Linked DNA regions of Mus musculus: regions 1 and 3 are each linked to region 2. Evidence: chromatin contacts called from public HiChIP or PLAC-seq data. All regions are on one chromosome and are shown on one strand. Each heading gives the region's core, a stretch centred on a gene start, on an enhancer-like site or on the middle of the called end of the contact. The rest is flanking DNA. Distances are from core to core; before and after follow the strand shown.

Region 1 (4,352 bases), core at 602-3,101, 250 kb before region 2:
TGAAATTCCTCCTGACTCTTTCTCAGATCCACTGGTTGCCAGAGCTGAAACCAAATTAAACATTTCCCTCTAGCAATTTGTAAATTCTGAGAGACAATGCTGTGAAAATTAATTCTAAACAAACAAAAGTTAGGAAATTTATAGCAAAACCTCTTTAGTGCTTCTCCTCCCCAAATCATTTCCAACATACAAAGACAACATTAGTTTGGATATTTTTTCTTGAGGAAGCCAGGAAGGAAGGAGATGGGATTAAAGGCCCGGGAAGAGGACAGTGTCTTTGAAATTACTTCCCCTGGGATACACGATGTACAGCATCCTCAAATTCCCCTTTGATCTCCTGAGGGATTTTTAGTTTCAATGCATACATAACGTGAATCCTACAAACCACTCTGTTCCAAATTTGACACTGAAGTCACACAATCAGGGCAAAGCTGGGCAAAGCTGGGCAAAGCTGGGCCCTGGGTTCTAGGCTTCCCTCCTTCTCCAAATAGGAATGCCTTATCCTGGCTCTTACCATCAATTTTCAAGGTAACAGTGTCAACTGGATGCCACATGGACCAAGCACAGACAGACGGACAGACAAAACTCAGTTTTTCATTGTTTTTTTTGGGTGCTACCTCCCCAAACATATCAGTTTGAAGTCCACCGGTCTTCAGTTGGCCCTCAAGGAGGCTCCTCACTGTTCCTCAGCTACTAAGCTAATTAAATTCCAACTCTGGAGTAATTAAGATACTAGTGCACACGAACAGCTAGACATACAGATGATCCTTTGTCTCCTCTATCCATCTCTTCCAGCCAAGCCACCATTTAGGATCAAACAGGTGGAAATACTATTACTATTTGCTACTTAAGTACCCTAAAACCAAGTCTCAATAGATGTCCCAATTTTAGTCATTATTTCATTCTCATGAACATAATAAAATCCATGCCTTAAGAATCAAAGAAAATTACTCTCTATATACTGCTGTCAAGAGATAGATCTAAAAATTAAACAAGATGACTCCCTAAGGCAGTAGTTCTCAATGTTTCTAATTCTGTAACCCTTTAATACAGTTCCTCCAGTTGTGGTGGCCCTAACTATAGGATTATTTTGTTGCTTCTTCGTAACTGTAATTTTGCTACTGTTAGGGATTGTAATGTAAATATCTGATCTGCAAGATATCTGATATGCAACCCCACAGGGGTCTCAAGTTCACAATCCTAAAGGAAAAAATCCATTACAGTCAGTAACAACGCTAAGCAGTTCCTGTTTGGGAAGGCAGGCGTCTCACAGAGCCCACGGACCTGGGGAAAGACCTCTTTTCTGCAAGATGGTGTCCCAAGAACAACAATGAGCCCGACGGGTTTTAAGCTTCACCATTAATTTTCCATAAAGAGCAGTTTTCTTGACGAGCGCTTGTGTCAGGCAGGGCCTGATGCTTCAGAAACCTGTAATTATTCTTGGCTCCCCACCCCCCACAGCCTCTGCACCTGTGTCAGTTCAAGGCACCAGCTGGCCACGTCTTGCCTCCTGCCTCTTAAAAGCGGGGAGGGAGGGGGGGCAGCATTGAAAACCCAAACTCATGCTACTCACTTCCTCCAAAATGCAAAAACAAAACACAAATTTGAAACTCACCAATCTCATTCCTCTCCCCACCACCCAACATGCCTTGCCAAAAGAAACAAATAAACACTAATTGGCTAGAGAGCTCTCTCTCATTCAAACTAAAATTACTGAAAAACACAGTTAACGGGGAAAGGTCTGACAAGGGGTTATTAATCTGTTTTACAGCTCACTCGTACACACCCCACCCGTTCCTATTAACCCTGTACACACTCACACACCCTACACAAACTCCATGAGCCTCGGTACTCTCAGCAGTCAGGATGGGAACATGCCGAAACCATGACATCATCTCCCCTTCCTCTCCCAGGTTGCTGCTCAGCCTGACTGGCGCTTCTGGGATTCTTATTTATTTAGTAAAGTCATCTCACGGACTCCCTCCTAGAACACTGTTACAGACTTCTGAGTTGGGTTAATTAAATATGCCCTTCCTCTACTACACACACACACACACACACACACACACACACACACACACACACACACACACTTCTTTGACTCAGGGCATCACTGCACGCATGGACGGTGTTGTCCTCTCCCTCTCAACAGCATGAATTTCCGGAGAAGAAGAGGTTCAAAGCCCACTGGGGCCCTCAGTGGCAGATGCAATCTAGTTGCTGACAATCACAGAAGACACTCAAATACAGCTTCCAGGAACCTCGGGATCGGAACGTTACAGACAATGCAGGGTACAGGAAGAGTGTTGTACTTCCTCAGACCATGGAAAAATGGCAGCCAAGGGCACAATGAAAGCCAGCCCTGAACCGCTTTTCTTGTGCAACAGTTGTGATTTTGTGTAACTGTGTGCCGGTAAAATCAATTTCCTAAAATATTTAAAATGGCTGCATGATGGAGCAACCTCAACCTCTCTGAGCTCAGGATTCTCATCTAAGGGAAGGATGGGCTGAGCTTAGAGTGTATGCACAGTCTGTGGCACTCAGATGGCGTGAAATAGCAATGGGAAGATCAAAGGAAGACCCGACCATGGAGGGCAGGGTCAAAGCATGAGACGCCCAATGTCAATAGTGTGGTGAAGGGAAAGGGTTTGGAGGACCGGGACTGTATGAGACCTGCCTCTGAACAGGAACCCCAATGCCTCTGACACTCAGTGATCCTGGTTTAACAGAGGGCTACAATTTTGTATTTCTTGGCTCCTTGAGGCTATTGATTTCATCAATCTCTAAAATGAAAATTTAGCTAGAGTATGTGCATGACAAAGGCAACTGGACTCATTCCTGACTTGTGACCTGCCATATATTTTGCTTAATGAGTGAATGGGTGGGTGAATGAATGAACAGAGCAAGCAACTCTGATCAAATTGAAAACCCATCAGTGGTCACAATTCTGGAGACTGGAGCCCAGAACTATGATGAATTCAAAAATTTCTTCACTGAAAAACATAAGAGGCAGGCTGGTTGTCTGTGTTCAAATTTCTTACCAGGCTTTAACTGTAAGTACTTCAGAGCTTCAGGGGATAAGTTTACGTGTTTACAGTATAGAGCAAATCTCATACTCTAAGCTGAGAGGAAGGTTTATTTCATGGAGTAGAGGAAGTTTTGCTTCCTGGAGTGGAAGGAAAATCCATTTCTTTGACCCACAGAGGCCATCTCCCTTGGCCATCTCCTCTTTCTTTCTCTTGCTTCTAAAAAACACCAAGGATAGCAGAGTGGACAAATGGACACCATGCTCTTCTTGTCTCCCTCCCACCCCCCAGCCTCTGGATCTGGTCCATTATTTACTTCCTCTGCCTCTCTCCTCAGTGTTCCCCACACAGGGGTTCCCTTGCTTCTCTACAAAACCACATGTTCAACGGCTCCCATTCAAGCTTCTGCTGTAATTCACCAATGGCCTGCCATCCATCCCCTACTACTTTACTCAGGCCCCTGCTGACCTGTCTTTCTCTCTGTCTCTCTTTCATTCATTACATTCCTTAGGCAGACAACATTCTAAGACCAAGTACCTTTCCAAACCGTAGTACCTGTACCTGCCCTCCTACTCCCCAGTACATGGGCTCCTGGGTTACTGCACATCAGCACTGTTTAATCTTTGTTTCAGTTCACTGTTACCTACCCAGACAGCCCTTCTTTGGCTTGCCTGAACAAGCCAACCCAAAATACCCCCCATCCATCCATCTCCATACTACTTAATTTTACTTGCAATTCAGTGTTTACAAGGTCCCAGACTGATCTCAGCTCTCCGTTTTCATGTTGAACTGCCCATCTTTCCCTACAAAGAACAGTAGTTCAGAGAATAGACTGTGATGTACCAATTAGGCCCCAGCACGCAGCAAAATGCCTTTATGAACCTCCAAGATATTCTGGTTGAATGAACATATGAAACTTATGTTTCAACTTGAAATTTTAGGTAACCTGAGGTGATCTCTTGAGCCAAGAAATCCATCCTAAAATGCTGTCCTATTGCTTTGAAAGGTACCATCATTTCACCTAGAAGGCACCTGCCACAGATTCACACTGATCAAGCAGGAGGGAAACAGTCTCCTCTGAAGACAAAGACTTGGCTGCACGTTCTGGCTCACTCCAGACAGATGCAAACACCTGCCTGTTTCTTCTCTGCAGTCCGTATTGCATCATGAACTTCTAGTGCCACTCAGATGAACAAAAGCCACCCCTCTCAGCACCTGCATGATGGAAGCTTATTAACCGCTGTCCTGGGGGAACAGGGGAACAATAGAGAGGCTCAACATACTCTATAACATTTACTACCACTTCCGCCATCACTAATGGGATGT
Region 2 (3,914 bases), core at 634-3,133:
GGTATGGGGAACTTTTGGGATAGCATTGGAAATGTAACTGAGGAAAATACGTAATAAAAAATATTAAAAAAAAAAAGAAAAAAAGAATGAAGGGTTTTATATAGCTGAAACAAAGGAGTGAAATTATAACATTCACAGGAAAGTGATGTATGTAGGTATAGCTTCATGTATATGTCAGACTCAGAAAGACAAACACCATGTTCTCTCTCATATGCAGTATATATGTATATATATATGTGTGTGTGTGTATATGTATATATGTGTATATATATGTATATATGTATATATATGTATATATGTGTATATATATGTATATATGTGTACATATATGTTGGAACAAGTAAATTCTAGACAAGTAATAGAATATATGTGAGATAAAAGCAGAAGAGAGGACTATTCTTCAGGGAGTAAGGGGACCCACAATAAGGGGAGAAAGGCAAGATGAGGGGAGAGGAAGGCAAAAAAAATACATGTATATCCGTTTATTATAGTCTAACTGTGGCTGTTTGAATAAGGATGGCCCCATAGCCTCACATGTGTGAATACTAGGTTCTCAATTGGCTGAAAGGTTTAGAAAGAATCAGGAGGTGTGGTCTTGTTGGAGGAGGTGTGTCACGGAGGCGGGCTTTGAGGTTTCAAATGATTTTGTGGACTGGGATGTGGGCTCTCAGCTGCTGCTCCAGTGTCCTGCTTGCTTCCATGCTGCTATACTCCCTGCCGTGAAGCTAACAGCTCCACCTCCACCTCCCAATTCTGCAAGCATAAACCGCAAGCAAGCCCTTCCTTCTCTAGTTGCCTTGTTCATAGTATTTTATCACAGCAATAGAAAAAAAATAGTAACACACTAACCAAAAGGCTAAAACAAGAACATACCTTCCCATCTCACAGAGAAGAAAACAGACAATAATGAAAAAGACTTAACTGGTGTTCTATACAAGCAAGTTCTCCTGCATTTGCAAAAACAAAGGTATCTCAAGAAACGATAAGAGACCTTGCCTAGAAAGACAGGCAATCATGAGGAAGGTGAAGGATGGACGGGAAAGGAGCATGCTAGTTAATGAAGAAAGCCCTAGAGCTGCGGTCTCTCCCCGTTGTAGCTGCTTTACAGATACTGGAGGGCAAGACATCGTCCATAAATTATACTCTGACCCCATTTTCTAAATTTCATTAAAAAACATTTTTTCCCTCTTTTATCTGAACATTCTCTTTCGACTTTCACAAAGACACTCCTGGGTCTGTGTTATTACCCAATAAGTTACCTGCTCCTGTGCGCGGTGACTGTAATCAAGCCTGTGCGGCTACTCTAACAATGCACCTAAGTGGGCCACAGACCTCGCTTGCTCGCCCTGTTGTGTCATTTCACTTAATTAATAAGCAGAACGAAGATTTCAGAAAAGGAGGAAATTTGATTACACAGCATTGTAATGGCACTCGAGTCTACAGTGAAGATGGAGTGGGGTCTGCCCCCTTAAAATTTCCATTTGCTTTACCATTGTACAGTGGAAATGTCAGCGTAGCTCCACTCCACAGCCCCTCCCAGGTGGCCTTTAGCCGCGTCTCTCGGTAATACTAAACCATTAGTCATGCCCGGGTCAGTGATGTGTCAATAACAGAATAATTATTAAAGGAAGCCTTAAGAGGAAGGACAGCAGCCTCAGTTTCAGAACTAGATAGACCACCCAGTCATGGCTGGTTGATTAAATGAATGGATGCTGAATAAAATGTCCCCTTTACATCTGGAGACCTAAGGACTGCTGATCCCATTATTCCAGGGTTTGTTTGTAGCTGCTAAACACCTTTTCAGACCAATAAGCCGCGCGGCTTTTACTCCTGATGATTGCAGCCCGCCCTTCCCAAGTAGAACAAATTTACCGGAGTTAATGGCTCTGCCGTTTTAAAGGAAGTCAGTCAGCGGAGCAATTCAGAGCGATTGAATCTTTGCAGAATGCAAGGTGCAGAGAAGACATGGACTTGAGAGCCTGAAATTGGGGATGCTCGCATCTTGGGCTAGACCTCTGAGAGAACCCAGCGAAATGCTAAGGAGAAACTCCGAGGGGGTGTTTCTGAAAGCCCTAAGCATTAAAATGAGGAACAGGGAAGAGAGGCGAGTATGCGCAGGACTCCCTGTGAGCATGGAGTCCCGCACCCAGGGCCAAGAAATTGTCACTCCAAGAGCAAGGCCTTCAGCAGAGCCCTTCTCAGGCCGTTCAGAGGAAGAACAACTCGGTTGACCTCTTTGATCTGAGACTTCCGGTCTTCAGACTTCAGAGAGAATGACTCTGGGCGGATTAGGCCATTTTCTTTTGTGGGTTTTATCATGACAATCCTAGCAGGCATGTGGGAAGCTCTAACCGCAATGTTTGCTGGTTGAGTAATCTTAGGCACGTTATTTAAACTTATGACCATTTACTTCTTGAAAAATGAGAACAAAAATGTATTGTTTATTATAGGAATCACATATTTATTATGGGAATTAAATCTGTATGTAAAGAATGGGCTTCAAATTCTAATAGAAGCCCAAAGGAGAGGGCTGGGCCAGGAAATGTAGGGGGATGTTCAGCAAGCCCTTTAGACAGTTTTCATCAAAAGCAACAATAAAATAGCATTTCTAATACTTCCTTTATGTGCATTGTGATTAGAATAAACCTTGTTGCCTTTCATCTCTCAAATTCAGTTGTGGCATAATTACATTTCAGACCAATAAATAAGTAAATAAATATCTAAGAAACAAATGTCTTTAAAGGGCAATTCCTTGATCTATACCATTGATGATGATATGCTGAAAAATGATACTTCCTGTCATGTTCTTCCTCCAATCATACAGCCTCCAGGTTAATCATAAGGAAAACATTGAATTTCCATGAAAGATTATCCTACAAAGTATCTCACTAGTGCCCTTAAAATTGGCAAGGTCACAAACAATAAGGAAAGCCTGAGTAACTGCCCCAGCCAAGCAGAAACCAGACCTATTGAGAACAACTGTAACAGAGATACACAAGTCCCCAGGAGAAGAGCCTAGAATACAAAGAAGGTCTGAAATAGAAACTACGGAAGTCTGAATTACTGGATGTTAATAATACACAGCATTGCTCCAGTAATGTTAACAAATGTGCCACACTAATGGTAAAGTGTTAACGACAGAGAAATCAGTAACTGGAGACTAGAGACAGGGAACCATCTTCTCATTATCCTGTAAGTCCAAAGCTAATCTGAAACACAAAGTCTTCTGAGGCTTGAGAGAGATGGCCTGTGTGGAAGCACCGGCCATGGAAATGTGGGGACCTGACTGTGGATCCCTGGGACCCATGCAATGTTCAGAGCATCAGTATTTTTATCCCAGTGCTACATTAGGGGAGATGGAAGGCAGAGCCAGAAACTCACCAGCCACTAGCCTGGCATACACAGCAGACAAACAAGAAAGATGCTGTCCCAAGCAACGTAGAAAACAAAGACTGATGCACTAAGGTTGGTCTCTGACCTCTACATGCTTGCATACCTTGGCACATGGGTACCCACATTCACATATAAGAATGCACACACATGTGTACATACACTTCATGTATACATGCCATTTACACAGTAAATAAATACATAAAATTAATTTTAAAAAGCCCAAATTTTCTGAAGAGTATTAGAGAAATTAAATACGTGACTCAAAAATACTTTATTCTAATGCTTTTTCCTCTTCACTGGAGGTGCTGCACCCATTGCACTATCACACCTCTACACACAAGTTCATATGTACACACACATACTCACACACACAATCACACACACAAGAACCGCCTTCTAGCCTCATTGATAGGGTGCCCTCCCCCACTGTCTCCGCACTTGACCCCAAGCCCTCCTTGACAAACGTCACTAACAACTACCAATCAGAGTAGTTTTCAACACCCAAATAACTCAAAAGTTCT
Region 3 (4,186 bases), core at 1,040-3,539, 150 kb before region 2:
ATAACCACTTGAGTGATAACCACTTGCAAATGAAAATTTAGATCTCTTTAAGGGAATTGTACTTGGGAAACAAACTACACTTAAGGTTGGGCTGCATGCCCCACAGTAGATGGTCAAACTCATTGGCATCTTTGGGGTTTCCTTGTCCCAAAATGGTGTCAGAGCTTTTGTATTTAATCTTATTTTTTATTTTTAAAATGTTATTTGTATTTTTTTCTCTTTGGTTCTCTGGGTACATATTATAACTTTCAGTTTAGGGCTTTTGTGTGATGCTTGAGTGGGAGAAAAAAGTGGGTCTCTGATTCTTGTGCCTTCTCTTGGGCTCTTTTACTTGTGCTTGCTTGTTTTGTGCTTTTCCAGTGTGTTAGTTTTTGTTTTTATCTCATTATATCTTATTCTGTTATTACCCCCTTAGAAATCTGTTTGTTTTCTAGTGAGAGACAGAAAGGGGGGTGAACCAGATGGGAGGGCAAGGGAGGTAGAACTGGGGGGAGTAGAGGGACGGGAACTATAATCAGGATCCATTATGTGAGAAAAAAATCTATTTTCGATAAAAAGAAAAGCAAAGAAGATGTACATTTAATATGTATAAATCCCTAGTGGGAGAACTGGAGGGAAATGGTGAGCTTTGTGACACTTAGTGGATAGTGAAGAACATAAGGTGTGTCTTGCCATGATGTTTCTCGTTACTTGATTTTCCTACCCGTCATAGATCGATGATTCAAAGGAGTGACAGTGAATATGGCCTAGTCCTTAGCCCTCAACAAAATCTTCCTTTACCACCAAAACAGATACCTTGAAATTAATTTCAAGCCCTTCACTAGCCTTGGAGCTGAGCAGCAGTACAAATCTCTCTCCTATGGTATGCCTATAAAAGAAGCTCATGTGACTAACCTTAATATTGGATTTATTTTCATCTCCCCTACAGTAAGTTTGGATAGTCAAGAGAAGACCTCTTATCCACCCAGATGCTGCTCACCTTTGCCATATCTCCAAAAGACAACAGTGTTTGATCTACCCAGCTGAATTAATTTGGAAGGAAATTTTTACTTCTGATATTCTAGTAAGAAACCCTGTCTTTTAGCTATTGCTGTTTTCCTGTTTGGTTCTTTGGTAGACTTCAAGGCTTTAATTTTCTTCCCCAGACCAAGTCATTCTCGTGTCTTTCATCCTCTCTCTTGAGATTTACATATTAATCTTCTAATGTGGATATGTGCTTCTTCTCCGTTGCGTGTGTCTTCCTCTGAGTTCAGAAACACAGGAAAGTAGCCATGATGTGAGTAACGTTCTAATCCCTGAGCAGTATACACTGATCACCAAGTCAGAGGGGCGAGTAGATACTCGGGTGCAACTTGATCCTTCACCTTTGCCCAGGGGAAATGACAATTTTCCTTCAATAGGACATGTAGTTAGATCTTCATAATCATATTTTCCTGCATTCATTACTTAAAAAGAAATAAAGATGGTTAATGTTCTCAGACTTTTTTTTTCTTTGTTATTTTTTACAAAGGAAAATGAGTACCCGTGCATCACTAATATCCCGAGCATATGTTTCATCCCCCTGCTGGGTCATCCACACTGGGTGGCATCTCAGTTTGCTTTTGAGTCAGGAGATGTCTTTGACTTTGGGCTACATAGTGTAGATACCAGAATAACACTGTGGACACTTTTGTGTGTTCATTGTGAGCAAATCCCTTTCCCAACCCGGTGTCAAATGGGTCATGTCTGAAAACACAATTCAGATTTCTTTACTACAGATTATTCACTTTATCTGTATTTATCTTTAGCTGAAATTATCCCAGGGAACCTTTGTGTTGAAAGCACAAAATGATATGAAAAGTCAAGGGCTTTTTTTTTTTTAAGCAAATCTGAAAGCAGGTGTTGGAAGCAGAAAAATCATTCCTTGAACTCCCCAGGAGTTGATCAAAGAGGCAGCCATAAATTGCAACAAAAGCAGAGATCCACTCTGCTCTGAAAGCCAGCCAGCAACATTGGAAATGTTTCCTTATTTATTCCATTAATTCTGTGATAGCAATCTCTACTGACAAGATTTGCAAATCTAATCATTTATTAATGAAACCTGTCTCGTGGATTGTACCCAAGATCCTCCTGAGGTCCCAGCTTCTATGTGGCCACAGCCCTTTGCTGGCTACAAGCTTGTTGTCTTGACAGAACGTGACATTGGAATTTCTGAGATTCTCAGGAGAACACCCACTCTGATAGAGCTTATGACTATATTCAAAGATGGCCGCCGGGCACAGCCTTGCTCCAAGGACCAGCCTACTGACCAATTTTCAGGATCCACACAGCAAACATTGTTTCTTCTGTGCACAGAGAACATTCTCTGTACATCCCAGTCCAACATGTGTGGTTTTAGATTTTGCTGCAGACAGGAATGAAGAATTGGACCTGCGTTTGCATTACTGTTACTCACCCTGACAAAGATAAGATTGACCCGACTCTTGACTAAGACATTGATTTTTTTTCCTAGAAATTTTACTGTGGTTTCAGATACTTCCAAAATATCACCCTGTTTCCTTGGCGACCGTCTAAGCTTTATTCCCTATGAACCGACGTGGCATGATTCATCAGTGAACAGCCAGCAGCAGCCACCCGGTTTACAGACTTCCTAAAGATTTCCTGGAAAGAAATTCTTGCCCTGAGCTCTTTCAAAGGCTCTCTGTTTTTGATGTTTCACAGAACATAGCTCAAAGTGATAACAATAATAATAATAATAATAATAATAATAATAATAATTCTGTAACATGTCCATGAGGAACAGCAGTATTGATGGAGATAATGAAATGCAGAAATGAAAACCCCTCAGCAACACTCCCTCACATGTGCCTAAGCTCTGTTCATTAATCTCTGATAATTAGACTTTTTTGCAGAGGTTAACAGCAGTGGCACATGGTAATTAAGGACTCCATCACTACCAAAGGGATTGGAATGCTTCTAGTGTGACACATGTCCGGCTTTCAGTATGTGTTATGTTTGCTTTAAGTATGAATTCCCTATGTAAGAAGTGTATTGTGTGCATGTGTGTGTGCATGTATGTGTGTGTGTGTGTGTGTGTGTGTGTGTGTGTGTGTGTAGAGAGAGAGAGGGAGGGAGGGAGGGAGGAGGGAAGAGAAATCCATGATCTTATATTAACTTCTTCAGTGAAAGTTAACAAAGTATTTTAGTTGTAAACTAAATAAAAGAACGACCTATTGCTTGGATCATCAATTTTTTTTTGGCTTGGCGATGTGACCTTAGCGAGGTTTCAGATGCCCTTTGCCTCAGTTTCTCCATCTGTAAGATGCTGTGGTTATAAACTCTTTAGAGTTTTATAATTTAATAATGATATCCATCAAAATTGCTAGAATTCACTGATGATATACATTATGCCATGTGCTGTTCTGAGCCCATATATGTCCTCAAAACATTTCAGAGCAAAAGGGGTTGAATAGGCTGCCAGTACTACTTAATTCACTTTGAGATATCCAAGTCACTCAAGAACAAACTTCCCCCAAAGGGTAGTTCATTGGACAACATTCTCCTTTTTCTTCTAGAATGAGAAATACTTACACCTCGTAGCATCTTTACTTTGGTAATAGTAACCATTTGGCTTAGGCTGAATATAGCAGTATGAGTCCATCCGTGAAAGAACCCATTAATAGAGACTCACAAGATGAAGAAGATAGCTACTTCATCTCTGAGCTGTTTTGGTTATTGGGCTAAATGAGAGGTACACGGGACCCCCAACCCCGCCAGAGAGATGGTTTATCTTGGCACCCAGCTGTGAGTGCAGTCCAGCAAGGCAGGACTGCCTGGGCTGTGGCAGCAGGAGAGTGAAGCAGCTGGCCACAGGGTAGCTGTGGACAGGAAGCAGACTGCGATGAATGCTGGCACTCAGCACGCTCTCTCCCTCACTTCCTCCTTTTTATTCAGCTCAGCACCCCAGTCCATAAAATGGTACTGACCAAGTTCAGGCTGTATCGCCCGCTCCAGTTAAACCTTCATGGAAATGCCCTCATGGACATGCTCAGAGAGGAGGCTCCTAAGTTAATCTAAGTTAATTGACAATGAAGATGAACTATCTCCTATCCCTTCCTCTCTCCCTTTTTTGCTCTGTAATGTCACAAACTGCATATCTGCATACTTAAAACTGATATTGGTTGGATATTTTTTTCAAGGCAAGGGA

What was found. HiChIP or PLAC-seq counts read pairs in DNA pulled down with a chosen protein or histone mark.
Region 1: a FOXA1 HiChIP or PLAC-seq map of pancreatic cancer cells shows a contact between it and region 2. The contact joins two enhancer-like sites. A contact is called at or near these places in 2 of 39 promoter capture datasets (the C10 cell line and liver), 1 of 115 datasets of contacts at active chromatin or transcription factors (pancreatic cancer cells) and 1 of 9 other capture datasets (embryonic stem cells).
Region 3: a contact with region 2 is called in a FOXA1 HiChIP or PLAC-seq map of pancreatic cancer cells. The contact joins two enhancer-like sites. A contact is called at or near these places in 2 of 115 datasets of contacts at active chromatin or transcription factors (bone marrow-derived macrophages and pancreatic cancer cells).

The regions. Positions count from the first base shown.
Region 1 is chr1:64,086,575-64,090,926 of GRCm38.p6, forward strand. The region is part of intron 1 of Klf7 (Kruppel-like factor 7 (ubiquitous)); the gene reads right to left. Gm13748 (a long non-coding RNA gene) reads left to right here. Exons shown (of 3, transcript XR_003947836.1): 3 at 4,033-4,352. Among named protein-coding and RNA genes, the nearest start is that of Gm13748, 9.4 kb to the left of the region's middle. Within about 2 kb of position 1,852, at least 186 of the 459 cell types and tissues checked have an H3K27ac peak or open chromatin away from gene starts, as enhancers often do. A contact at or near this core is called in pancreatic cancer cells, where this site is marked.
Region 2 is chr1:64,336,523-64,340,436 of GRCm38.p6, forward strand. No RefSeq gene overlaps it. Among named protein-coding and RNA genes, the nearest start is that of Gm35803, 59 kb to the left of the region's middle. Within about 2 kb of position 1,884, at least 50 of the 459 cell types and tissues checked have an H3K27ac peak or open chromatin away from gene starts, as enhancers often do. A contact at or near this core is called in bone marrow-derived macrophages and pancreatic cancer cells, where this site is marked.
Region 3 is chr1:64,185,797-64,189,982 of GRCm38.p6, forward strand. All of the region lies in intron 1 of Gm35880 (a long non-coding RNA gene), which reads left to right. Among named protein-coding and RNA genes, the nearest start is that of Gm35880, 66 kb to the left of the region's middle. Within about 2 kb of position 2,290, at least 100 of the 459 cell types and tissues checked have an H3K27ac peak or open chromatin away from gene starts, as enhancers often do. A contact at or near this core is called in bone marrow-derived macrophages and pancreatic cancer cells, where this site is marked.